Regions from separate parts of the Mus musculus genome. Here regions 2, 3, 4, 5, 6 and 7 are each linked to region 1. A link is a contact called in public promoter capture Hi-C and targeted proximity ligation data. All regions are on one chromosome and are shown on one strand. The core of a region is the stretch at or near the end of the contact, and the rest is flanking DNA. Distances in the headings are between cores, read along the strand shown. Region 1 holds the start of D030056L22Rik (RIKEN cDNA D030056L22 gene). Region 2 holds the start of Vps13a (vacuolar protein sorting 13A). Region 3 holds the start of Prune2 (prune homolog 2). Region 4 overlaps Prune2 (prune homolog 2). Region 5 has its middle 100 kb from the start of Gcnt1. Region 6 has its middle 33 kb from the start of Gcnt1. Region 7 holds the start of Gcnt1 (glucosaminyl (N-acetyl) transferase 1, core 2).

Region 1 (3,455 bases), core at 428-2,927:
CAGGGTCTCTCTGTGTAGCCGTGACTATCCTGGAACTAGATCTGTAGACCAGACTGGCCAAGAACTCACAGACTGCCTCTGCCTCCCGAGTGCTAGGACTAAAGGTTTTCCAAACCACTTTTAAGATAAAGCTTTTAAGGCGATGCACTCTCATGTCTTCGCAGGCGCATGTGTATGTATGGCAAAATGCCACGTCTAAAAATAAGCAGCGTATTGTATGTCAGCTAGATCTTAGTATATCTTAAAATATTAGCAAATCCAAAAAAGCATCTTAGAAATACAGATAAGTGAGTGGACTGAGGGGGAAATTACAAAGAAGTAGTAATTCATGGTCCGAAACAAGACTACTTGGGGACAGGAAAGAGAAACGGGACAGTGAAGAGGCACACAGATGCTCTTTCCCTTCTGAAGCCAGGCAGGGACACTTGCGTGTTACGGTCATTTTAGCTATGCATATGCTTTATACTACCTTGTGTACATAATGCTAAGTATCACAAGGAATGAGGGGCGGGGTGGGGGGAGGGCAGCAAGATTCTGGAGAACAGAAGGAACACACCTGCCCATGTTGTATTCTATTGTGTTGGAACATGGTCTCCGCACAACAAATCATCTGTGTCACTAGTGTGAAAATGGCAATGGCGAATTTATCATTTGTTCCAGGTGGAAGAATTACCAAGTGCAAACAGGAAATGGAGCGATCAAACAGAACTTTCTGTACACTACCGATAACGCTGTTTGTGCTTGTTGGTTATTTGCTGTCCTCCCACCAATGCAAACCGTGATGGGTTTGTTTGAGCCAGTATTTTAGTCTTTCGGTAAAAGCAAAAAGTAACTCAAGGATAGAGATCTTGCCTCCCATGCCCAAGGCCGTAGGTTCAATCCCCAGTGCTGGAAGGAAGTTTCTCTGTGTAGATGGCTTACAACTACATCTAGAGATATTTAAGCATGCACATGGCGCATATTCATAAATACACCCATACACAGTACCTATCAGCTAAAACAGCTCTACCATGCCCTAGAAAGAATGTTTCTCCGGAGCGTTGATGGGCTTGGTTTCTTTTTGTTTGTTTTGTTTTTTCCTTAGTTTTGTTTGGTTACTGCGTTTTCTCCTTATCCTTGCAGCACTGGGGATAGAATCTAAGGCCTTGGGCATGGTAGGCAAGCACCCTATCCTTTAGTTACTTTTTGCTTTTTACCAAAAAAAAAAAAAAAAAAAAAAGTACGGACTTATTTCTGCCACGGTTTACATTTTTCTGCCAAGACACCACCCACTGGAGAGGTCCTGGAACCTGCAGGCCGCTGCGGGCTAAGCAGACACTTCCGCCGCCCCAGGATCGCAGCACAGAGGAAAGGGCCCCAGCGCACTTGCCGCTGGGACCTCTGAGGCCGCGGAGTCTTTCGGCCGCTCCTGCCCGAGTCCTCGCTTGGGGACCGAGAGGCGCACACACAGGGGAATGCGAACAACCGTGCAAGTCAAAAGAAGGCCGCCAGGGGGTAGCGGCCTCCTTCCATCCACATCCCCATGCCCCGCCCCCTCAGAGGGCGCACTTCCGGCCGCAAGGGCGCTCGGGAACGCGAACCGCGAGCCTCCACCAACCAGCGGCTGTGCTGGATGGGCGCAGGTGCGCGCGCATCACGGCGCAGGTTCGAAACTCCGGCGCTGCGCGGTGGCTCCCCCACAACGTCTCGTCCGCCCTCGGGACAGCCGAGCTCTGCGCTGCCCTTCGCCCTCCGCCCGCCGCCCGCGCGACCCTCGTCCCTGGCCCATGGCCAAGCGGCGTGCGGCTGAGCCGCTCACGTTCCGCGTGCCTTGGAAGCGGCTCCTGCTCAGCGACTTCCCCGAGGAGCCGCCGCTCTGGGTCCCGCCGTCTGGGACGGCTCGGCCCCTCAAGCGCCAGGGGGACGCGGGGATCATGGCGGAGCCTGCGTCTGCGCCCCGCAAGCGACGCGGCGGCGGGGACGACAGACAGGAGCTGCAGGGCTGTAGCCGGGAGCCCGGAGAGCCACCTCCTGGCGAGCAGGAGGAACCCCGGGCCGCGGGCGGCGGCGACAGAGTAGAAAGCGCGGGCAGCCCGCAGGTAGCCGACGGGGTGCACAGCCAGGTAGGTCCGCTACTCACTAGCCCGGAGCTCGGTGCCAGGCCGCGGAAGTCGGGCCATCGAGTGGGCCAGACGGGCTGGACCCTAGAGGGTCAGCTCAGTGACCAACGGGAGAGAGGCGTTTAATTTGATGGGGAATGCTGTAGAACTTCTAGCATGCTTTCCAGTAGCATTCATCAGAGGACCTGTTAACTCCTAATGTTCAGTGCTGTGAGAATGGATTGTTGGACTCACTGTCCTCTCCGCTGCTTTGTTTTGGTAGCCGCTAGCCATGTGATCAGACAGAATACACTAGAAATATAACTTGACCAAACTTATGTGTTTTAAGTGTAAGAAGAGTAGGAGCGCCAAATATGTTTTAAGATAAAGGGTCGGGTTCTGAACTGTGTTACACACGAAGCAACTTGCCGCATATTGGGTGTACTGTTTGTTAATTTTATTTTTAGACACGTGACTAGAAAACTTAAAGTGAGTGTTTTGCTTTTTCAGACAGGGTTTATCTATGTGTAGCCCTGGCTGTCCTGGAACTCACTCTGTAGACCAGGCTGGCCTTGAACTCAGAAATCCGCCTGCCACTGCCTCCCAAGTGCTGGGATTAAAGGCGTGGGCCACCACTGCCCGGCCTTCGAGTGAGTTATAACCCATACTATATATGTATCGCACAGCATTGGCCCGACTTAGGGACTCAAGAGCCTTCTTTAAAGCAGTTCTTGCATAAGTTGGTGGAGCATGAGGTGAAGAAGCAAGGGTGATTCTTAGAGCTCGCCAAACTCAGCCACCTTGGCATGCGTCTGCTCAGTGTCCTTTTCTAGTTATTTTATAACAAAGTTGATAAGATAACGGAAATTTTCTCTTCGTGTAGCCCTGGCTGTCCTGGACCAGGCTGGCCTCGAACCCAGAGATCCACATTTCCTCTTGCCTTTCGAGTGCTGAGATTAAAGGCGTTCAGGGAGATTATCTTTCAATACTACACTCACTGTTTTTAGGTGAAAGTTACTGGTTTCTTAAGCAGAAGTATTGGATGTAACTGCAGGCACCCTAGCTTTATGTGCACAGGTGATGAGAGAGACTGACTGGCCAAGGGGAGCGAGCGTTCAGTAAGCAGACACCACACCATCCAGTCCTTGCTTAGACACAGTTGGCTAGACCTGTTGGTCTTCCCTTGTTAGTAGCAGCCAGCAGAAGACCGTGAGGCCCAGGAGTGTTCTGTCAGCTCTGCTCCTTGAGTTCCTTATCTTCTGAAGAACCTTGAGAAGATAGGAATTCTCCATCTTTTCTAGCTTCCAAAGACAAAGGTTTGTTTTAAGAGCTAATCATCCAGGAGAAAAGGATGTAACAAAAAGCAAACTGGTGTCA
Region 2 (3,455 bases), core at 670-3,169, 1.9 Mb before region 1:
TGAACAGATAAGTAACTGCCACTCGAGGAAGAATCAATTACAAAGAAAAGAAGTGGGAATTTCCTAGGCTTATAATCTTTTTGTATCATTATTGAGATAGTTGAAACATTCTTAAGGTTTATTAAAACAAAACTATTCACAAGACTCAACTTTATTCTAGGTAAACTTTAAATACATAAATTTGGTGAATTATAGTTTACACAGCCTGCACCTTAAATGTACAAAACATTTCACTACAAATCAAACCACTGTTCAAGTAACGTTTTCTTGTTCATTTTATTGTTTTCATCTGTATGTATGAGTGTTTTGCCTGTGTGTATGTCTGTGCACTACACGCTTGTGTGCAGTGGCCCCTAGAGCCAGAAGAGAAAGGCAGATGCCCTGGGACAGATGATTGTAAGCTGTCATGTGGACACCAGGCTTGGATCCAAGTCATCTGGAAAGGTAGCCAGCGCTTTTCACCACTGAGCCATCTCTCCAGGTACCAGCTCAGATATTCTTCCAGGCTTTTTTTCTGAGCTACAGAGTTTTGTTATCCTCACTCTGCAACTGAGAAGCAGCGCAGACTAAGCAACTTGCAAGTACCTGATCTCAAAGAGGCTGTGCTAGCTCTTACAGATCAATTGCCCACGTTATCGTGGAAGAAGGTACCTAGCTACATTGAGGGCTTGTTTGTTTAATAAAACTAAATTACTTGTTTTCATTATTTCAAAAATGAGAAGGCTCAAGATAAACGAGAACTTTTAGAAAGTTTTAAGTAAGTACATTATCAGAGAATGCACACACTATTTACACAAATAATTAACCCTAACTTTGGCCTGGAACGTTCATTTCAAAAAAGGCCTCTACTTGCTAATAGCTACTTAAAATAAACAAGAGTCTAATGCAATACAGATGGAAACACTAAAAATAAGACACTGTATTAGGTAAATCATTGCAGTGAAGGGGTAGATGCAGCCCTTCCCATCTAAGCAACAGAGAGGAGTGCTCATCACGTCTTCGTCAGGTCCGAGAAACGGAAAGCCCAAATTACATTTTGACCGTCTGTTTTCCTGCATTTTCTTTTCGTTCTTTAAAAAAACAAAAAACTCAGGTCTTACAAACACCCACATTCCCACCTGGTCAGGCTGCGACCTGAAAACCTAAGTAACTCTGAGATACTCTGAAAGGGGCTTTCCTTTCCTTTTATTCCCCCTGTCATTTGCCTGTCCCAGCTAAGCAACACCCAAGTCCAAGTTCAGTGGCCGGACCGGAACTCGCCTAGAAAGCACGGTGAAGTGGGGCAGGGAAGGGACGAAGGGTGTCTTCGCGGACGGCGCCTGGTCTTCACGTGCAAGTCGGCGTGCGACTCCCCGTGGGCTCGCCGGAGCCTTCCTGACAGCCCGGGGCCAAACTGCCAGGGATGCCTCCCTTGCCCAGCGGAGGCCAAGGGTCACCAGCACCCGGCCCCACCGGGACGCGAGGCTTCAGCCAGCGCCTCCCCCAACCTCACGGCTCGCGCCGCCCGCCCGCCCGCCCGGGAACCGCCGCCCCGCTTTACATAACTTGAAGGGCGAGGCGGGCAGCTGCAGGTGGCGGCGCCGGGCTGGCCAAGGACCGAAGCCACGAGAAACCGCGCCGCCGTCTCCCGCGACCCTGGAGCGGCGACCCCGTTACCTTTCCAAATGCCCAGGGAGAGCTGGGACTCGTCCAGGTTCACCACATAGTCTCCCAGGAACCGGTTCAACACTTCCACGACCACCGACTCGAATACCATTTTTTTTCCTCTCTGCCGCGGAGGGCACCGCGGCACTACCCGGGCTGCTCCTCCCTCGAGACGGCTCGGCTTACCGGCTCCCGGCCCGCTCCAGCTACGGTGCGGGTGCTGCCGGGTCCCCTCAACCCGACCGCGAGCCCCACAGAAGGAAGGTAGCCGCTCGCACCACGCGTGCGCAGCTCGGGCTGCGCGTGGGGGCGTGACCGACGCGGAACTGGAGGCGCGGCCGGGAGCGAGAGTGAAGGACGGCGGCTGCGCAGCCGCGGGCCCGCCCTTGCCCGCGAGCGGACCGCCGGGCCTCTCCCGCCGGCCGCGCCTCCTATCCGTCGCTTAGCAACAGAACACCAGTCGAGCGCTGGAGACCCCGCCCCGGAATGATTCTCCTTTTTACCCGCAGCGAACTTTCTCTAGGAGGCGGGGCGTGATGATAACCGACAGGAACGCCGCTTCCGAAAGAGAAAACTAAGATCGCGGGATCCAAAGAGTGGAGAGTGTACAGCTTGGTGCGAGGTTGCGGGAAGTTTCCTGAGGCAGTTTCCCAGGACGCTTTTCCCCCATTATTACCAGTTGTGAGGTTCGGCCAGCCTTGGTGCTTGGGTACTTCCTGACGTTCTCCCTTCTCCTGGCAAGGATGCGAACTGGCCCTTCAGTTGCCTTCCCTTACTTCCTCAGCTACTAATCTGTGCTGAGGAGGGGCGAGGGAGAGTAAAGTTGGGAGATAAATTCCAAGTTCTTAATGTGCAACTGCTCTTGGCACCTTTTTCCGGTCAAATCATTTATGTGAAAGCCGCCAGTCATGTTAAAGAGTAGCACGTTTGAGTCAGTCCGGAGACAGCAGAGAGCCTGCCAAGAACCAAGAAAGACACCTCTGAGCCTTAGTGGCCAAGCTAAAATAAGTAGTGTCTCCGCTCCACGCTTGGACTTAGAGAAAATTGGTCCCAAAGTCCTGAGGTCACAAGACAGAGGTGCAACTTACAGAACCGACATTAATCCTCTGAGGATTTCAGAGGCAGCAGTACACTTTCAACTTTCTCTTCGCAAGGCACATCCTGATTTGGCACTGAGTGTATTTTGTGCATAGTCATCAAGTATCTCAAATTTATTTCAGAAAAAAAAAAGAGCAAAAATAGTGTAAACTTTTTTAAGCTTTTAAAGAATATATTAGCATATATTTTACAAAATAATGGGTTTCATTATAACATCTTGATAAATGTGTATATTTTGGTCGTTTATTACCCATGACTCTTTCTTGTCCTATTGACTGATTCCTTCTTCCCAAATAGGACCCCTTCTGTTTTCATGGATTTTTCTATCAAGATTCTAAACCTTCATCCATGTTGGTTTTTTTTAATGAGTTTTTATTTAGCACAATTTTAAATTTCATTTGTGTGTGTGTATAAGTGTTTTCTACATCCGTACCTGGTACCCTCAGGAATAGCTCTCTGGTTATTGGCGTTACAGGAGGTTGTGAGCCTCCATGTGGGTGGGTGCTGGCAACGGAGTTCAGGTCCTCTGAAGCAAATGCTATTAGGCAGTGTCGTCTCTTGAGCCTATTCTAAAATTTGATCCCAGAGAAGATATAAAACACTGGACTGCTTCTCCTATGGTCCCCAAGGACAAACGCAGATATGATTCCATCAAAGTTCACGTTGGAGAACCAATGAGTTTGTTGGGCTTCCTTAAAGAGCATATCTGAGGA
Region 3 (3,455 bases), core at 440-2,939, 1.8 Mb before region 1:
AACACGTGCACCACCACCCCCCACACGCACAAAACCACTCTTCTCATACACACGTTTATCCATTAGCCTATGTCTAGCTGAGGGTCTATAAACACGTAACACGTGTCGTGTTAGAGACCCAGCTCTGAATGAGGTAGGTGAGGTTTCTGTGGAGCTCACAGCTTGTGAGAGGATATAACCATGCACTCAAGCAATTTATAGCACAGTAGAAAACCCAAGTTGCTAATAGAAAATGCAGAAAGGGCAGTGATTCCACCCATGAATGAATCTGTCAGGGAGCCACGGTGAACAACAAGCTTGACCCCTGGATGCCAAACCTGTGCAAACCTTGGGAGACTGGTAGATCGACACAGCCTCAAGCACACACAGGCAGATTTGAAATTGCAAATGTGGTCCAGAAATCTCTGTTTCATTACCTTGTCAGTGATCCAGACACGTGCTGGAGTTCATTAGAAATCGGAGCTTCATGGCTGCATTTCATGGGCAGCACACCGACACCAGGCTGATCCGGTGGCTTTCACATCGCTTGATGCTGATTTAGTTGGACAGGAACAGGACCCTGAGACAGGCTAGAGAACACCTCTGTGCTGAGGCATGAAGTGTTAAGTCAGGCATTATGGGCTAAGGAGAAGGCAATGGGATTCTTACAGGCAGTGTGCAAACACTCTGTGAATAAAGGAGTCTGAGAACCTAAGTAAGAATAACAAAAGTACACAGACCTCCCTGGTATAGAATACTCTCATAGCTGCAGATGTAGATGCTTGCTGCCGTGCTTCTTAAATGTGAGTGTACATAGACATATCTGAGAATGGTGTAGAAACTGACACATGTTTAGTGGGTGGGGGCCAAGAGTACATTTCTAATCAGCTCAGCGATGCTCACGATGCTGGTCTGTGAAACTACCGTCTTGTGCTGCCCAGCTTTCCCTGAACATACATATCCAGAGTATACAGAGGCTGCCTGAGAACATAGCTATCCATTAGCCGCAGGGCCGACGCAAAGGCATCTAATCTACTTTGTGCTGAGCTGCGGATGTCGGTTGCTAGATGGGTATGCTTGTAGGGTAGGGAGAAAAGTTGCAGCCTACACAACCTCCCAGCCAGCTCTTCTGGTTAATAGCCATCAAGGTCGCATGCTTTTAGCTCAGCAATATTGCCCTCCCTTGGTTGATCCCTCCCTCTCTCCCTCCCAGCTCCAGCCACTCTCCCTGAGTGCATTCTGGGCCAGGGCAACAGACCAGCTCATTAAGTGACCACTGGGGCACTCAGTACAGTGCCAGCCAGCCAGAGAGGCGCTGGCCGAGGACAAGGCCTCCTCCTGGGGCCAGTGCCCCTCTTCCCACCTTTCCTTGCTGGCTGCTGGCTGCCTTGAGGCCTGCAGCAGTGTCACTGCAGCAGACCCTGCCTGGCACTTGGCATGCACTTCTGGGCGCTGTCCATGGTTGCAGCATCTTTCAGCGCACCGCGTCAGGAGGCCACCGCGGGGCTCTGCGATTGGCCAAGGAGCCCCTCGCCACCCCCACCAGCTGCCCCGCGTCAGGGCCCCCGAGGCGCGCGCGTGCCAGCAGGCTGGTGGCGGTCCCTGGGCTCCCGGGCGGCACACCCACTTTCCTTATTAGGACAGAGTCGGAGCTGGAGCTGCCGCGGGGCGTGGGCTGGGCAAGCCGCCCAGAGGAAGCAAGGAGGGCTCAGTCCCGGCCGGCCCGCCTAGGGAGCGGCTGGTCCCTGCGCAAAGCGACCACTTTCTGGAGATCCCGCTCAAGTCCACCGCAGCTCTCCTCTCTCGGCGCTCTCCATCCGGACCCCTGGTCCCAGTTCCTAGCAGAGACATGGAAGAATTTTTGCAACGCGCCAAATCTAAACTGGTAAATTGAAGCTGCAGGGGTGCGTGTGTCTGTGTGTCTGAGTGTGGGTGTGTGCCGCTGGAGTCGGGAGGAGAGGATGCACAGTAGAGGAGGATGAGGAGGGTGAAAACAACTTTGCGGATTACTTATCTGTGTGTGCGAGCTGCACCAGCAAAGAACCTCTGCAACTCTAGTATCAGCGATCTTCCTCCGCAGTCAGGCAAGGTGCAGAGGTGGAGTGGTGAGGCCTGTCTGAACTGATGTGACTGGTCTCCTGAGCCTCAGTCCTGAGAGAGTTGCTCAGACAGTGGGTGAAGGAGGGTGGTGATCCTCCGGGAGGAAAAAAAGTCCAGCTTTCCCCAGATGCAAGACCTGTAGGTGTGAAAAGGAAGAACCTAGCCCTGGGACAGTACTTAGGCTGGGAGTGGCAAAGCCCTTGTGAGGGCCAGGGCTCTGCCTGGATCAGGGTGGCAACTCTCAGAGCCTGCTCAGAGCTGAACTTAGAGGCATTCCAGGGTATTCTCCACACCCTGTGGCAGAGGCTGAAGGTTGAGGGGGCTTCATTTTGAGGTTGATGGGGCTGAGGGAAGAGCCCCGCATGATGGTCTTGTGCATTTTTCTGTCTGAAAATGTAAACAATAAACTGCAATTTCATTGTGTTTCCACATTTGCTACCCATTCCGAACAGGAGAGGCACTTTTCTCTAGCATGGCAATAATAATAATGACCATAAAGGAAATGTTTCAGTCTTGGCACTTAAAAAACAAAAGGTGGGCTTATTTAGAAAGTGTACCTTTTGTGAAGACCAAAAGTACTTTTATGGGTTTGGCATAAAAGAAAATACATAATGTATGATGCCTGTTTCCTTTAAACCTTCACAGAAGAAGCTACTAAAATCTGTTGAGGTGGTGCCTCCAATAAAAGGCAGGATGTCACCGGGGCAAAACAAAGGGCAGGGAGGGCCACCAGAGCATCAAGTGTAGACATCTTTTCTTTCTTTTCCGCTTTCTTTTTAAAAAGAGGCCATTGAGGTTGATTAAAACTGATACTTTGTTTCCTACCTTTAGTCCATCCCGACCTCCAGTCTGGCAACCAGCAGTGTTTGGGAGGATTAGTTTCAGATTTGAGAAAGTGTCTGATCACTTCTGTGGGTTTTGACCCCTTAGAAGTTTCACTAAGATACACTGGAAAAAGAAAAGAAAGCCATTTACTGCAGAAACTCAGTCTCGGCCTTGTGTCTTTACTGAAATAAGCACCCACCGCTCACCTAGGAATAGGAGAAAGATGTTGGAAACGTGAAGTCAACCTTGGAAGCTTGTGGGATGTGCCTGTGTGTCAGCGGATAGTGACTGAGTTTGAACGCAGAGTCTGGGACAGAGGCTATGGTCCATCATATATGTTGTCTTGGTTTCTAACAGTAATGTTCAGACTGTGTGGTCCGCTGTGAGTCTCATTTCTGAACAATTCCTGGAATGGAGATTCGCTTTCAGAATCATCAGCGGAAAGTGATGTCTAATTTATTTACTGAGTCCCTTCATTAGACGACCAATTGCTCTACATCATTAAAAAAAAAAAAAAAAAAGAACTGGAAAACGGAGGTTGTTTGAAATTG
Region 4 (3,455 bases), core at 273-2,772, 1.6 Mb before region 1:
AGAAGCCTAGACCATCCATATTTTTTATCTGATAATGTAGATTGATATTCATAAAATTAAAGCTTGAACAACTTTACAAAAGCTTTGAGGTTTTTAAAAAACATTTAATTTATTTATGTGTGTGTGTACCAGTGTCTGCATGAGTTTATGTGTACCATTTGCATGCTGGTACCCAGAGGAGGCTCAAGAGGGTGTTAGATGCCATGGTGCTGAAGTTACAGGTGGTTGTCAGTCACCTGGTGTGGGTGGTAGGAACTGAATCTGGGTCCTCTGCAAGAACAGGAAGCATTTTAATCACAGTGCCCAAAATGTGAGTTTTAAAAGTGTCTCTAATTAAGAGTTGGTATAAAGTTTGGGCATGGTGACTCACATTTGTAACCCCAGAGACAGGAGGACCACCATTAGTTTGAGGCCAGCCTCAACCCAGCAAGACAGTTTTTCAATAAATGAATAAATAAGTAAATAACAATTGGGCTGAAACTGATTATGTTCCCATCTATTATATAAATGTCCTTTGATACTTTACTTGCCATAATTATATCGGTACTCCAGATGGCATTTCTATTTTGTAATTTATATATATATTTCTTTATTTACTTACTCATTGAATCATTCATTCATTTGGAGAGGGCCTTGTGTATCACAGGCTGACTTCACAACTGCTATTGTGCTAAAGATGACCTTGGCATTCTGTTCCTTCTGCTTCCACCTGGATGCTGGGATTATAGGCATGCGTCACCATGCCTGGCTTATTAAGATTGAATCCAAGACCACTGTACACATGAGGCAAATGCTTTTCTAGCAGAATGGCATCCCCAGTCTCTGCTGGCAATTCTAGAATTAATAGTAGTGAACATTTGCTGCAAAGCTATTTCAACCCAGCCCCGCTGGATAGGTTATCTTACAGTTTTAAAGTAGCATTATTATTGCTGTCTGTGAGCTGGAGAGCTGAGGCGCCATGCTGTCATAGTCTCCTGCAAACTAGCTAGTAAGTGAGGTTAGATTCAAACTCAAATCTCTGTTTGCAGCATATTTAATCCACCATGCACCTTAGAGCTGTATGAGTCTTGGGTGGGCATCCTGGCTTTTCTAGAACTTTCTGACTTTTTTTTTCTAGAACTATTTTTTCTATGTTTTTTTATGGTTCTCTGTATTATCTTAATCATTGTTCATTAAATGCTCAATTACCTTTTTTTGTAGATACGCTGTAGAGGTAGTGTGTGTGTGTGTGTGTGTGTGTGTTTAAAAGGTTTCTAGGAACGGAATCTCTTTCAAACTTGTATGTTGAAGAAATTCAAATGCAGCCTTATTCAGAGAAAGGAGTGGCAGCGGTTTTCGTAAAAATGACATAAAAATCAAGAGGGTGTTTGTGACTCCATAATCCCGCGGGAGTATTTTCTATTCCCAAACGCTGCCTTTCCCAGCTTCTGCTCCAGCGCCAGGCACAGCAGGCTGGTGCACTAGGAGATCTAGGAGGCAGGTGATCAGCCTTATTTAGATGTGCCAGGGATCACGTGACCAGAAAATGGAGGCGAATCTGTACTTGGTGTTAACTGCTCCAGAAGGGAGATGCTGAAGCGCCAGAACCGCGCATCTTTCTGTTCCTCTCGCTAGCAAGCCTCCTGTCACCCTCAGAAGGTAGGTGGGTCCTGGTCAGACTTTAGGAAGATTGGGCCGGGCGAGGAGAGATTGCAATGGAGACAGTCCTTCTTGAAGCCTGTCTATTGCCGCTGGGAAGTTGGAGGAGGGAGGAGGGGGCAAGAGGAGGCTGGATTCTGCCCGGTCCCTCACCCCTGACACCCGACAGCTGACCAGCTCAGAACCAAGGAGCAGGCAAGCTTTCGATTTCTCGCCCCCTTCCTGGCTGCAGACAATTATCTAACACACCTCTGCATAGCTATAATCAATTTTTATTCATTTATGTCTAGGATAAATATGCAGACAATAAATTAGAGGAAGTGACCGTGTTAAAACTGTTGAGACCGCCGAGAGAGGATGACTGTAATGTCTGGATGGTGTGGGCAGGCTGCCGGAGTAGTGAGGAGTTCACATTTTGCGTTTCTAAAAGTTATCGAAGCTACTATAACAACACCCACTTCTCAATATTTTTCTGATAAATCTTAGAACATTTACAACCTACCTGATTTCTAAGCTACAGAAGTAGGTCACTCTCAAAAATGGGCTTCTGCTGTTCGCACTGGCCTATCAGAATCAAGAGACAGAACCACTATTTTATGTATGAAATGTCAGTATTTCGCTGAAAAAGTAAATTGTGTAAGCAATTAACGATAAAGTGCCCCTGGCCACTTTAGACGATAACACTCGATTTCTACCCGGCAGAGGTGATGGGTGGCAGATACTGCCCTGCAAAGAGAGCACTGGCCATGTTTTAAGGGAGAGGGGCATCCTTTCACCAATTGCCCGACTCTCTACAGATTAGTATCAGTAACTGATTTTGTGAGTAGTTTTTAGACCCATATCCAACCAGGAAAAGTGCCCCTAGCCCCAGCTTCACCCCAACCCCACCCATCCAGCCCCAGCCTCAGCCCCAGCCCCAGCCCCACCCAGCCCCACCCAGCCCCACCCCAGCCCCACCCCGCCCCACCCCAGCCCCAGTCCCCACCACCACCACTCATCCCTGCCTAGTCACCCCAGAGCTCCAGGGCTCTAGCACCATCCCCATCTCTACCCTTTCCCCCTCCTCAAAGCCCCCCCCCCCCCCAGCCTCCCACAGAGGAAGATGGGAGCTGCTTCAGAATAAGCCATCTCAAAGTCTTCATGTGATGAAAGTTTTCCTGGCATTATAATTGGTAATATGCCCAGAACATAAAAATGTAGGATAATTAAATTTAAATAGTAAAGAAAATAGACTGTGGGATGTCAATTGTTGAGAAATTTAATATCTACACACCTCTAAAACAAAACAACAAAAAATGCCCACTGCTCTTATTGACAAATTAAACTCTCATAGGATAGTAGAAAGTGCATTACAATGGCTTGAACCTCCTTGCCCTCTACTCAAAGGCAAATAAAAGAAGGCGAGTCTGTTGATTTTCTGGAGCTAGCAACTCTGGGGACATCTCAGGGGGCCGCTTTGTAATGCAAAGGTGGCTTCTAGAACCTAAACAAAGCCTGAAGCCCCGCGGGCTTCCCTTTAACCAGATGTTGGGCTAACTTTCTCGTTGGTGCATCTAGGTGAATTTCTTTTTTCATTCCATTTAGTTTTTCAACCTTCAGTGGCTTTGGGCTTTTAGCAAAATGTAGCCCCATATATTTAAATTTCTCTGTGCTGGGAAAAGCAAAACACCTACTAAGTTCAGGAGGAAGGTGGCACTTCCGAGTTAGTTTACAACCTTTGCGCTTACATCTAGAGAACGAAACCAGACTCTCAGCGCAGGTATATTTATTATGAACAGAATGCTTTCCCTAAGGGCTGCATGTGATCCAAAGCTAAT
Region 5 (3,455 bases), core at 301-2,800, 1.5 Mb before region 1:
AGGAAGAAGTGGAGGGAATGAAATATGACTTCCTTCTGGGCATCGTTTGCAGTAGATGACTAATATAGGAAAATAACCCAGAAGGGATAGAATCTCGTCTGTCATTTGCATTCCCTGGGACACTGAACACTGCTGTTTTGTGACGCCTGTGTTAAGCATGGCCTCTTCATATGGTCAGGGTCTGTGTCCTCAGCCTTTCTAAGTCACTGCCGCAGCACATCAACATGACATCTCTCCGAAACACTCTTAAGTGTTCCATTCACAGGGGCATCTTCAACACTGTGGAATCAGGGTAGTGATGAGGAAGGAGAGCAGCCCCGACAGAGAGCCAGGGAAGAAGTTACAAAATGGTTGCAACATCGGCATGTGAGGAAAACGAGAGGGCAAGGAGGAAAACTGGAAACCCCTGCAGCATTCACTGGTACAGAGGCACTCCAGAGTGTATGACCCAATACCCATCATAATCCTAAAGGGCTCAACTTTTCATAGAGATTTAAGGTGTTAGAGACATGTATAAGTGAAGTTCTATGTAGAACTACACACAACACATAGAGTACATATAAGAAAACTCATGCTGTGGAAACAACCCCTGAACCTTTATGACATTGGAGCCTCCACCCTTACTACTAAGTAACTCCAGTTTTCCTCTTCCTCCAACCTGCTTCCTCCCTAAGAAGTATATATATATGTGTGTGTGTGTGTGTGTGTGTGTGTGTGTGTGTGTGTGTGTGTACTTTTAAGAAGTATTTTCTTTCTGAATACATTCTCCTGCCTTGCTTCATTTCTGATCTCAAATGGCCTTCACTCTATTCTGCATTTATTTGAGCCATTTCATGATTTAAAGAAGTTAGATGTTCTAGAAGTTTAGTGGGAGCCACCGTGAATGCAACCTGCTGTCCTGCGACCTCTGCTGTGACACCAGCTCGTCTGGACTCTCCTCCTTCCAGGCACGAACTGTGTATCCAGAAGCTGCAAACATAGCAACTTCAGCAGAGCATAGGAAGGCATCCCGCCCCTTCCTGCAGAGCATAGGAAGGCATCCCGCCCCTTCCTGCTCATGGCCCATGGCTCTAAGTTGCAGGTGTTACTCTACTAACTGCCCAGGCCATTGGCTTTCTTCCAGTGTGCTCAAAAAAATTGTTCCTTTTGTTGTTGTTGTTAGAAAAGGAGTAATAGCATGCTCCGTTTTTAAAAGAAAAAAGTATAAAAGAGAAATATTACTTTAAAATATATATAAATATATTTCTTGTCTCCTTCCTTCTATCCTCCATCCCTCCTTCCCTCCCTCCTTCCCTCCCTCCCTTCCTTCCTTCTTTCCTTCCTTCCTTCCTTTTCTCAACCAGTTTCCCCTCCCTCCTCTTCCCCCATTTTCTCCCCCATACCTTCCCTCTGCCCCACCCCTGCCCCCATCCACTCCTCCCCAGTTTCTCTTCAGAAACAGAGCCTACCTAGAACTTACTTAGGCCCTCTGCGTGTGTGTTATAGTTACGTAGCTCTGTCTTTTCCTGGGACTCCTAACAGTGGGAGCGAGGGCTGTCTCAGGCTCTTTTCTTTCCTCTTGTTGTGTTGCCTTGTCCAGCCTTAGCATAGGGGGAAGTGCCTGGTCTTACTGCGGCTTAACATGGCACGGTTGACTGAAATTTTACTTTTTTTACATTCAAGAAGTTCCTGAGACTAAAATGAGAAAAGAAATTCAGAACTCTCATGTCTCCTTTCACTTTCAATCTCAGAAATGAAATAGAATCACCCCTCGACTAAGGCGAAATTCACCCTCAGCTTGGAAGCCCTTTCGTTGCTCTTCTGGGTTACAAGCCAGGAAGATTTGGTGTTTTGAGATAAAAGCTTGCAGATCCCAGGTGGATCTCAAACCTGCTTTGTAGTCCTGGATCACCGTGAGCTTCTGATTCTCCTGCCTCCGCCTCTGGATGCTGGGATCACCGGCATGCAACACCACATCTGTATATGCAATATGGAGGACTGAAGGCAGGGCTTTGTGTGTGCCTGGCAAGCAAACTGTTAACCAAGTTACACCCCCAGGCCTGGGGACAGTCAGTCTTGCTTTCACAGTAATGGGACAGACAAGTGTGGGGAAAGCTTAGCAATTGAGGGCCCCTCTTAACTTGAGCTACATACACACATCTTTACCAACAATGCACTTAGCAATTTAAAACCCCCACGTGTGTCAAGCAGCACACACACACACACACACACACACACACACACACACACACACACATACACACACAGAGAGACCAAAACAAAGCACTCAGGACACTTTGACCTATAGTGCTTGCTGACACCCAAAAACTCCCCTTTTTATAGCCAAACACTTCCTGAAGCATCCTGGAATAGGGTGCGTAGGTTACTCTAGCCTGGGCTAGTTTTGGACACATGCACAGTAAAGAAAACTATGTCTTGTGAATGAACTTTTAGGGAAAATCGAATTATCATTGCTATGCTATTGTCAGTGACTACCCCAAGAGCCAAGCAACTGTCACCTTGGAGAGCTCAGCTCTGCCCTCTTGTCAAAGGATAATCCTAGCCGGAGTTAGCCATTTACACCCTCTCATGGAGGGGTGGGGAGGGTCACCAGACCCTCATCTGAGTATCTAACTGCTCCCAACCACCTATTGTACACAATTCCACCTTAATTGCTTGTGGCTTCTGGAAGGGACTGTAGAGTATACAGTCAGGGAATGGGATAGTGGGGGTTAGAGGACTCTGTCTATGTGGCTCCAGGGAAGCCCTCATTCCTGCAGGATAAAAGCTTTCCATGTCTTTCCTGTGGCAGGGAAGAACACTCACCTCCCCCCGCAGTTAACTCACAGAGCAAACTTTGGAAAAATTGTACCTCTGTCACTAGGACCTTACAAGGAGGGATTTATGTCATTTGTGTTTCTCCCTGGGAAAGAACTCTAGCAGCATTTTCCTATGCATGGTTGTGCAAGAATATTATTAAAATAAGATGCATCATGGAGGAAAGACCGTTTCAGTGAACAAAGGTCACCATAACTGAAGCCTGTCAATCAAGACAGAAGACCACGCATATTCAGTGCCTAGCAAGCAACGCCTGGACCCACAAAGAGGAAGCTCTGGCCAGGATCCAGAGCTCCTGAGGAAGTCTTGGTGCTTTCTTGCAGAGAATCTTGCCTAGGTTCTTGTTTGCTTCCAAATAAAAACCCTTGCTATTGTGCACACACACTTTTTGTGTGTTTCTTCAGTTCTTTGAATGGGACCCCAAGAATCTAGAAATATCTGGTCTAAACAGAGACCACCAGTAAAACAGTAGAAGTGCTCCAAGTTCTGTAAGGCAGTAAATTTAAAAAGGAAAAGAATAAGAAAAAAGAAAAACAGGAAAAAAATGAGAAAAGTTTTAAAAGACACCTGTTTTCTCTTTTAGGGAATAAGTTTCTTTTTAACTTATCAAAAGCACCCCAGTAACCAAGCCTTCGAGG
Region 6 (3,455 bases), core at 689-3,188, 1.4 Mb before region 1:
GAGGAACTATTCTCTCAATAGCTCCTAAACTCCTCTCTCCTTCCTGCCTATAAGACACCCTTCCAGGGTTAGGCAGGGCTTGGCAGGTCAAGTGCTGCTTCTGCTCACACATCCAGAGGACCTGAGTTTGCATCCAGTTAAAAACCAGGAACCCAGGAGTGCTGGGTGCAGACAGGAAGACACATAGGGCTAGCAGGCAAGGCTAACAAAACCAGCTAGCTTCAGGTCCAGCACTAGCTACTCTTTCAAAAAACAAGGGAAGGGGTGATAGAGGAAGATACCTGGCCTCTGGCCTCCATTTGCAGACACACAAGGAACACACACACACACACACACACACACACGGGGTGGGGGGGTTAGGGAGAGAGACAGGTAGACAGAGAGAGACAGAGAGAGAGGCAGTCAGAGACACAGACAGAGAGAGACAGAGAGACGGAGAGTGAGAGAAAGGAATGATGCTTTAGTATTTACCATGCTTCTTCATTATTTTTCTCTCTGATCTCCACGCGCCCTTTAAGGGATCATTTTCAACAACTTCAAAATTAGTGAACTATTTGTTTCTACCTACGTGACTTCTTACTGCATTTGCTATTAAAAGAAAGGAAGGAAGCGGGAGGGAGGGAGGGAGGGAGGAAGAGAGAGAGAGAGAGAGAAAGTTCGTTAGTGGTCTTGCTTTGTGGAAGAACCAAGCATACCTGCCTTCCCCCCAAGAAGAGTTATACTCAAAGCAAAGCAGTAGCTTTGGGAGGAGAGCTGAAACAATAGAAGATGTTTTTGCTTGAAAACAACAGATGCCCTCTGAGTCATGCCTGTCTAGCTAACTCCTTTACAAGTTGTACCTAGAATAGTACAGGCGATTATGCTAGGACGTAACCTTACCTGCAAGGTATGTAGAGCATGCAGTAAACTAATGCCCAGTAAACATCAGTTGAATGGGCTTCAAGGAACATATTAAAGTGGGTGTTCTTCTTTGAGTGGAAGGGTAGGGTAAAAAAAAGTCTCTAATGAGAAAACATTTCTTTTAAATCAAGTCAAATAAGAGAATTCTATCTAGGCCAGGACATTTTCTTAATGTGTCTAAAGACAACAAAAGTAAATTATAAACGTCTAGCAATATTTAAACCAGCAGTGTCCAGAATTTCTTCCAATGGTTTCTTGGAATGACATTGATTTCTATTCTCAGCTAATCTTAAATGTGGAAAAAATCTTTCACACAGACTGCACAAAACTCTCTAGTTAGACAGAATCTTCTATACGGACACTGCTTATCGAAGCCACGCCCACGGCGGGATGTTCACATAGGCACTTTGGGAGACAGTGAGTGGCTTCTCGTTCTGCTAAAGACAAACACCCATTTCTCATTGGTAAGTAGCATGACATCAAAATCTTACCTAATACAAAATAAATAAATAAATTCATATATGTGTATTAAAGATGTTTTTATTTTCATTCATTTGTGTTTGTACGCATAAACACCCTATGTCTGGAGTGTCAAAAGAAGCCAGAAGAGGGTGTCAGTACCTTGCTGCTGGAGTTACAGGAGGTTGTTGTTAGGCTACCCTCAGATGGAGTATTCTAAGATATGGAGACGCAAACTGGGCGGTCTGCATTTCTCTGAAGTCTGCTGACCCCTTATCTCACAAGAACAGCTTGGCCACAGGCTTCTGCTATCCTATTAGCCAGGGGCCCGCCTCATAAAAGTTTGCTTACAGAGCTCCCTTTTGCCTTCTATGGTTCTTTTTCCCATAACTAAAATCACCCTACCTATAAAACTTCAATAAAAACCTATAAAAATTCCCCTTTCATGGGGCTACTCTCCCTTCTTTTGGAGACAGCCTGGATGTTCATTTTCCCAAATAAAGCTTTACCTTTCAGCCTCAGTGGGGCTGTGGTGGTCTGGTTCTTTAAGCCTCACAGTTGAGTCACTGGCATTGGTGCTGGTGATCACTTGCATCCTCGGAAGGTCAGTAACGGCTCTTAACCTCTGAGGCACTTTTCCAACCCCACATATGTACCTTTTAAGGAGCCAAATGCAAAACCGCCACCAACCCAAGCACTCTGAAATCTTGAGGACAGACTGACATATCCTACGTATGCATGGATGGCTCTTTCATAAAATAACACCAGTGCTAGCACTACCCCACCCCACCCCCTTGATAGCATATTCATCGCTCTTCTGGCTACTTCTGGAAATTGCTTTTCCTGACCTATACAACTGAGAAATCTCATAGCTACAAAAGCATAAGGCCTTAAAACAGGCTGCTAAGCTCCACAACTTAAATCCAAAATATTTCCTGGAGTAACAAGAAGGTGGCAGGGTCCCTCCGCCTTGAGTAAACATGCAAGATACAGAGGGAGTAGGATTCCCTAAGGCAAACCATATGACATACAAGCTCCAAATACAGATTTGACAGCCAGCAATTTTATGGAGCTAGAGGGAATGACTCAAAAAGGTGCAGTCTGGGGAACACCCCAAGCACGTATTTCTGTTCATTATCTTTGTTATTCTAGAAGGCCACATCATACGTAGTTTTCCTCAAGACAAGCTCTAAAGCATTGAGAATGAATATTTTGAAAATATCCATTGGCATCAAAACTGCTAATTTGATCCCTAATCTGGTTTAGATTAGCACATTCCTGGTAATGGGAAATGCTGGGGCTGGAGATTTAGTTTGGTTGGTAAAGTACTTGTCCACCAAGCACGTGAATCTGAGCTTGAGCCCCCATAAACTATGTAAAAATGAACAGCAGGACAGAATGGCTTTTGCAGTTCCAGCACTGAGGAGGAGAGACAAGGTGTCTGGGGCCTGTAGGCCAACTCACCTAAGCTGCTTGTTAAATTCTAGGTCAGCAAGACCCTTCTCAAAGGAGGGTGCCCAGTGTTCTGAAGAATGACACCTGAGGTTATCCTGTAGTGAGTTCACACACACATGAAGACACGCACGCCCTAAAGAAATAAATCTGAAACCAGGAGGAATGGCACATGTTTGGAATCCCAAGATTTGAGAGTTGGGGCAGGAGAATCAGGAGTTTGAGGCCCCTTTGGCTTATATTACAAGACCATACCCAAGTCAACTAATCAATCAGTTTGATTGATTAATCAATCAATCTAGAACTGAGAGTAGCTCTGCCCAGCATTTGAGAGCTTGCTAGTCTCCCTAGCAGGGGAAAGAAAGAGAGAGAGAGAGAGAGAGAGAGAGAGAGAGAGAGAGAGAGAGAGAGAGAGAGGGAGGGAGGGAGGAAGGAAGAAAGGAAGAAAGGAAGAAAGGAAGAAAGGAAGAAAGGAAGAAAGGAAGAAAGGAAGAAAGGAAGAAAGGAAGAAAGGAAGAAAGAAAGAAAGAAAGAAAGAAAGAAAGAAAGAAAGAAAGAAAGAAAGAAAGGCAAGCAAACAACAACAAAAAAGGTAGTCTTTTATAAATTTGTGTTTTCAAGTTTTGAGAAAGATTGAAAATCCA
Region 7 (3,455 bases), core at 310-2,809, 1.4 Mb before region 1:
CTCCAACCAACTAACAGAAAACTGCCTCTGACATTCAGGAAAGACTTTCCAACAGTACTAACTTTTTTTCCTACCACCTAATTTCCTAATTAGCCATTGCTAAGAAAGCTAGATTTCCTCCCTTTAAAACCTGAAAAAGAAAGGAAGATGGAAGGAAGGAAAGAAGGAAGAAGGAAGGAAAAAGGAAAGCAGAGATACCTGTAGCTTTCCATCTTTCCAGAACTGAAACCTTCTTCCAATCCTCTGCAGAGGGGTCCCTGTCTACTAACAGATAATTTACTCTGATCTTTAAAACAAAACAAAACAAAACAAAACTGTCTACCCCTCCTCTTCCTTTCCAGAAGACAAACCCGCCTTTCAGAACAGCTCTAAATAGGGGCAGCAGGCCAGAGGAAGAAATCATATTGCTCCCCCACCACCACTCACCAAATTCAGGTCACAGCCCCACCCACCCTCCTTCTCAAGTCAACGCACCAGTGCTCTCTCTGAACACTACCTCCTACCTACCAGTTTGCCTCTAGCTCCATTATTTGTAACAAAGCAGTTCTCTTCTGCAGCGAAAAGGAAAGATAAAGAGTACACACCAAGCTGACACTTGTTTTTTTTTGCAGAGCCAAGCTCGGATCCTCCACTGGAGGATCCTCCACAGTTGCACGGGGAAAGGGGTTGCATTTTTTTATTCTGCACTGAAAGAACTAAGACTGGGAGCAGCTATGCGCATGAGATGGACTTCTTCTCACTCTTGAGGTGTGATGGCGCTCATCTTTAACCTTGGTAGACAGAAGCAGGAAGATCTCTTTGAGTTCGAAGCCACATGAAAGAGAGAAGGAATGAAGGAGGGAGGGAGGAAGGCAGAAAAAAAAAAGAAAAGAAAAAGTAATAACCCAAGAAAAAGCAAAAACTAAAGAACTAACATGTCTAAGAAGAATTACCCGTTTTTGTAACAGACCTGCAGCCCAAGGCAAGAGGAAGAGCGGCGACTGCTTGGACCCCAAACTGGCCAGTCTGTTTGCAATCACCCTAAAGTAGTCATTCTCTGCCCCAGCGTCGGCTTCTCGGTCGGCGCTCTAACAGGGAGTCACAAACGTCTCTACACTGGCCTGTGGCCTTACGAAGTTTAAGTCTTTGGCGCCCAAGACACCGTTCGTCTCTACTTTTCATGCCTGCAACCAACCCTGATTTCTAAGCCCTCACTCATTGCACCAGTCCGGGAAAGAGTGGTCAGAAAGTGACTTCTAGATGCCACGTGTGTATCCGCGTCCCACCGAAGGACCGGAAGGAGAGTGCTAAGAGGACTCCTGCTCCATCCTAGCCGGGTTCCCGAACCAAGCGCCCTCTCCCTGCTCCAGCACCACTGCCTCCTTGGTGCAGCCCGTCCCGCCCGTTAGATCCGGTTCGGTGCTGTCCAACTCTGCCGGGCAACCCCACCGCTGGCCCAGCCTAGGTTACCTGGAGCCTGTGCCTGCAGGGCGCACGAAACAGTGCTGGATCGGCTCGCCAAGCGGATACTGGCGCGCTCAGCCTTCTGCGCTCCAGACCTCCGAGCCAGCGCCACGCCCTAGGACCCACCCTCGAGACCACGCCCCCAGGCCCACCCTTAAGACCACGCCCCCGGTTCCACTTCGCCCACCTGCGGCCACCGCTCGAGGTGAGGGCGCCCTCTGGGAGTTGCAGTTGTCCGGGAAGAAAACTAGAATCCAAACTTCCTCTTGCTTCCTAAGAATTCTTGGTTCTCTGGGCCAAGGACAAGCTACCTGGATGGGATCTTTTAAGAACTTTTATGTCTTCTTCCTCTGAAGCAGGAAATGTGCCAACTGTTGTCCTGTCTGATCTTAAAAATAAGTAAAAAGTTAAAATGCCCAACGTGTTTATACTGCATCAACTTTAGAGTCGCCCATGCCTTATCATTTTCTAGATAAACCTTGTATCTCATTTTGTGTTACCAGAATGTCAGAATTTATTGAATAACCAATATATTCACAAGCAATGTCAGTTTTTTGGTTGCAGCTTGCCAAGTAATCCTGATTTTACTTGAAAGCTGGTTCCTCTTTCGCACTTTAATTCGTAGTACTAACTCACTTTACACGTTATGCTTTACATAGTAAACAATACACAAATATACAGATTAGAGAAACTACAAGTTTGCAAGCATGTGGGTCTCAGGTGAGCATGCTTAGTGCCCCTCAAGGATAGAAGACATTATCCGTGGGAGTGTAGAAAGCAAGGCTGAGCTGTCTTGGAAGCACCAATCTGTGAAATTCACCCTCTTGGGCTGTAGATCTGAAGAGGTTGCCCCAAGGACTGCCCGCAACAGAACAGAACAGGAGATAGTGGTGTCTACTGAGTGGAACAATAACACCCCAGTTCATGCCAACTCCAGCCCCATGTGTCCTTTCTGCTAAGCTTGGCCCCTTCCTCTCTTCTATTCTAGGGGTTGACTCTTGGAAGATTGCTTTGTTTGCCTTGTCCCTGTTCCCTGCCCCTCCCCCTTTCCCTGGAGTCTTCCAGGGGAAAGCAACATCAGCTCTGGCCACCTGCAGAAACAATGAACTGGGAGTTAATGATTCCTTCCTTCAACCTCGACCCTTTCCTTAAGAGATTTCCCCTCCAGTGACAGTTTTCGCTCTCTTGCTCTAATTTTATGCAGAAAAGTAATGTTATAATGCATTCTAAGTTTAATTCCATTATTATTTTATGTGCATGGATGTGTTGTGTGTCTGTATGTTCATCACATGCATACAGTGCCCTCTGAGGCCATTGGTCCTCTCAAACTGGAGTTACAGATGGCTGTGAGTCTCCCTGCGGGTGGTAGAAATTGAACTGGGATCATCTAGAAGACCAGCCACACTTCCAGCTCCTTTTATAGTGGATTATGTGTTAGGTCTAGAACAGAGAAAGGACATGAGCCCTTTCCCACATGAGGTTTATGATTTATTTTGTCATGCACACGGAATGTCAGGATGTGACATCTGAACGTCAGCCTGTCATTTGTTTTCATGAGAAAGAGCTGTCTCCCCCATCCTTTCTGGACTAATCTGCCCTGCAGAGGTTTATCCTATGTAGTTTAAGTGTGTTTTGAGCTGTCAATATCTATAAGAATCACACACACACACACACACACACACACACACACCTCTTCCTTTTCCGTTGTGTTGTTTTCTGTTTGTTTGGTTTCAGTTGGGTACTGTAATGGAAACCAGGGACTTAGGCATGTTAAGCAAATGCTTTGATTATTTGAGCTACACCACTGAGTCAGCCTCTGACCTTCTAACTTTAATGTGCATTGTCAGCTTTTAGAATAAGTCTAAGGCTGGAGAGTACTTGTTCCTCTTGCAGAGGATTTGGGGTTGGTTTCTAGCACCCACATGGCAGCTCATAATCACCTGAAACTCCAGTTTCAGAGGATCTAGTACCCTCTTCTAGCTTCCACGTATACCAGACACACACAGTGCATA

What was found. Promoter capture Hi-C pulls out the DNA fragments that hold promoters and counts their contacts.
Region 2: a contact with region 1 is called in a promoter capture Hi-C map of pre-B cells. A contact is called at or near these places in 5 of 39 promoter capture datasets (the 3T3-L1 cell line, cranial neural crest, hippocampal neurons and 2 more), 1 of 484 Hi-C or Micro-C datasets (muscle stem cells), 5 of 130 datasets of targeted methods (astrocytes, embryonic stem cells, forebrain and 2 more) and 1 of 9 other capture datasets (liver).
Region 3: a contact with region 1 is called in a targeted proximity ligation map of astrocytes, with 4 times the contacts expected there. A contact is called at or near these places in 2 of 39 promoter capture datasets (cranial neural crest and hippocampal neurons) and 1 of 130 datasets of targeted methods (astrocytes).
Region 4: a promoter capture Hi-C map of hippocampal neurons shows a contact between it and region 1, with 9 times the contacts expected there. A contact is called at or near these places in 12 of 39 promoter capture datasets (cranial neural crest, embryonic stem cells, frontonasal cranial neural crest and 7 more), 5 of 484 Hi-C or Micro-C datasets (B cells, cortical neurons, palatal mesenchyme and 1 more), 10 of 130 datasets of targeted methods (acute myeloid leukemia, astrocytes, embryonic stem cells and 2 more) and 1 of 9 other capture datasets (embryonic stem cells).
Region 5: a contact with region 1 is called in a promoter capture Hi-C map of pre-B cells, with 4 times the contacts expected there. A contact is called at or near these places in 5 of 39 promoter capture datasets (the C10 cell line, cranial neural crest, frontonasal cranial neural crest and 2 more), 1 of 484 Hi-C or Micro-C datasets (B cells) and 1 of 130 datasets of targeted methods (large pre-B cells).
Region 6: a contact with region 1 is called in a promoter capture Hi-C map of the HPC-7 cell line, with 6 times the contacts expected there. A contact is called at or near these places in 4 of 39 promoter capture datasets (the HPC-7 cell line, cranial neural crest, liver and 1 more).
Region 7: a promoter capture Hi-C map of pre-B cells shows a contact between it and region 1. A contact is called at or near these places in 2 of 39 promoter capture datasets (cranial neural crest and pre-B cells) and 4 of 130 datasets of targeted methods (embryonic stem cells, extraembryonic endoderm stem cells and pro-B cells).

What each region holds. Positions count from the first base shown.
Region 1 is chr19:18,711,558-18,715,012 of GRCm38.p6, forward strand. It overlaps D030056L22Rik (RIKEN cDNA D030056L22 gene), which reads left to right and starts at 1,678. Exons shown (of 2, transcript NM_001374130.1): 1 at 1,678-2,102. The coding sequence starts at 1,767.
Region 2 is chr19:16,779,014-16,782,468 of GRCm38.p6, forward strand. Vps13a (vacuolar protein sorting 13A) reads right to left here and starts at 1,920. Exons shown (of 72, transcript NM_173028.4): 1 at 1,657-1,920. The coding sequence starts at 1,756.
Region 3 is chr19:16,954,429-16,957,883 of GRCm38.p6, forward strand. Prune2 (prune homolog 2) reads left to right here and starts at 1,690. Exons shown (of 20, transcript NM_181348.4): 1 at 1,690-1,864. The coding sequence starts at 1,829.
Region 4 is chr19:17,135,254-17,138,708 of GRCm38.p6, forward strand. All of the region lies in intron 9 of Prune2 (prune homolog 2), which reads left to right. Among named protein-coding and RNA genes, the nearest start is that of Prune2, 180 kb to the left of the region's middle.
Region 5 is chr19:17,249,996-17,253,450 of GRCm38.p6, forward strand. No RefSeq gene overlaps it. Among named protein-coding and RNA genes, the nearest start is that of Gcnt1, 100 kb to the right of the region's middle.
Region 6 is chr19:17,321,918-17,325,372 of GRCm38.p6, forward strand. No RefSeq gene overlaps it. Among named protein-coding and RNA genes, the nearest start is that of Gcnt1, 33 kb to the right of the region's middle.
Region 7 is chr19:17,355,108-17,358,562 of GRCm38.p6, forward strand. Gcnt1 (glucosaminyl (N-acetyl) transferase 1, core 2) reads right to left here and starts at 1,560. Exons shown (of 3, transcript NM_173442.5): 1 at 1,450-1,560.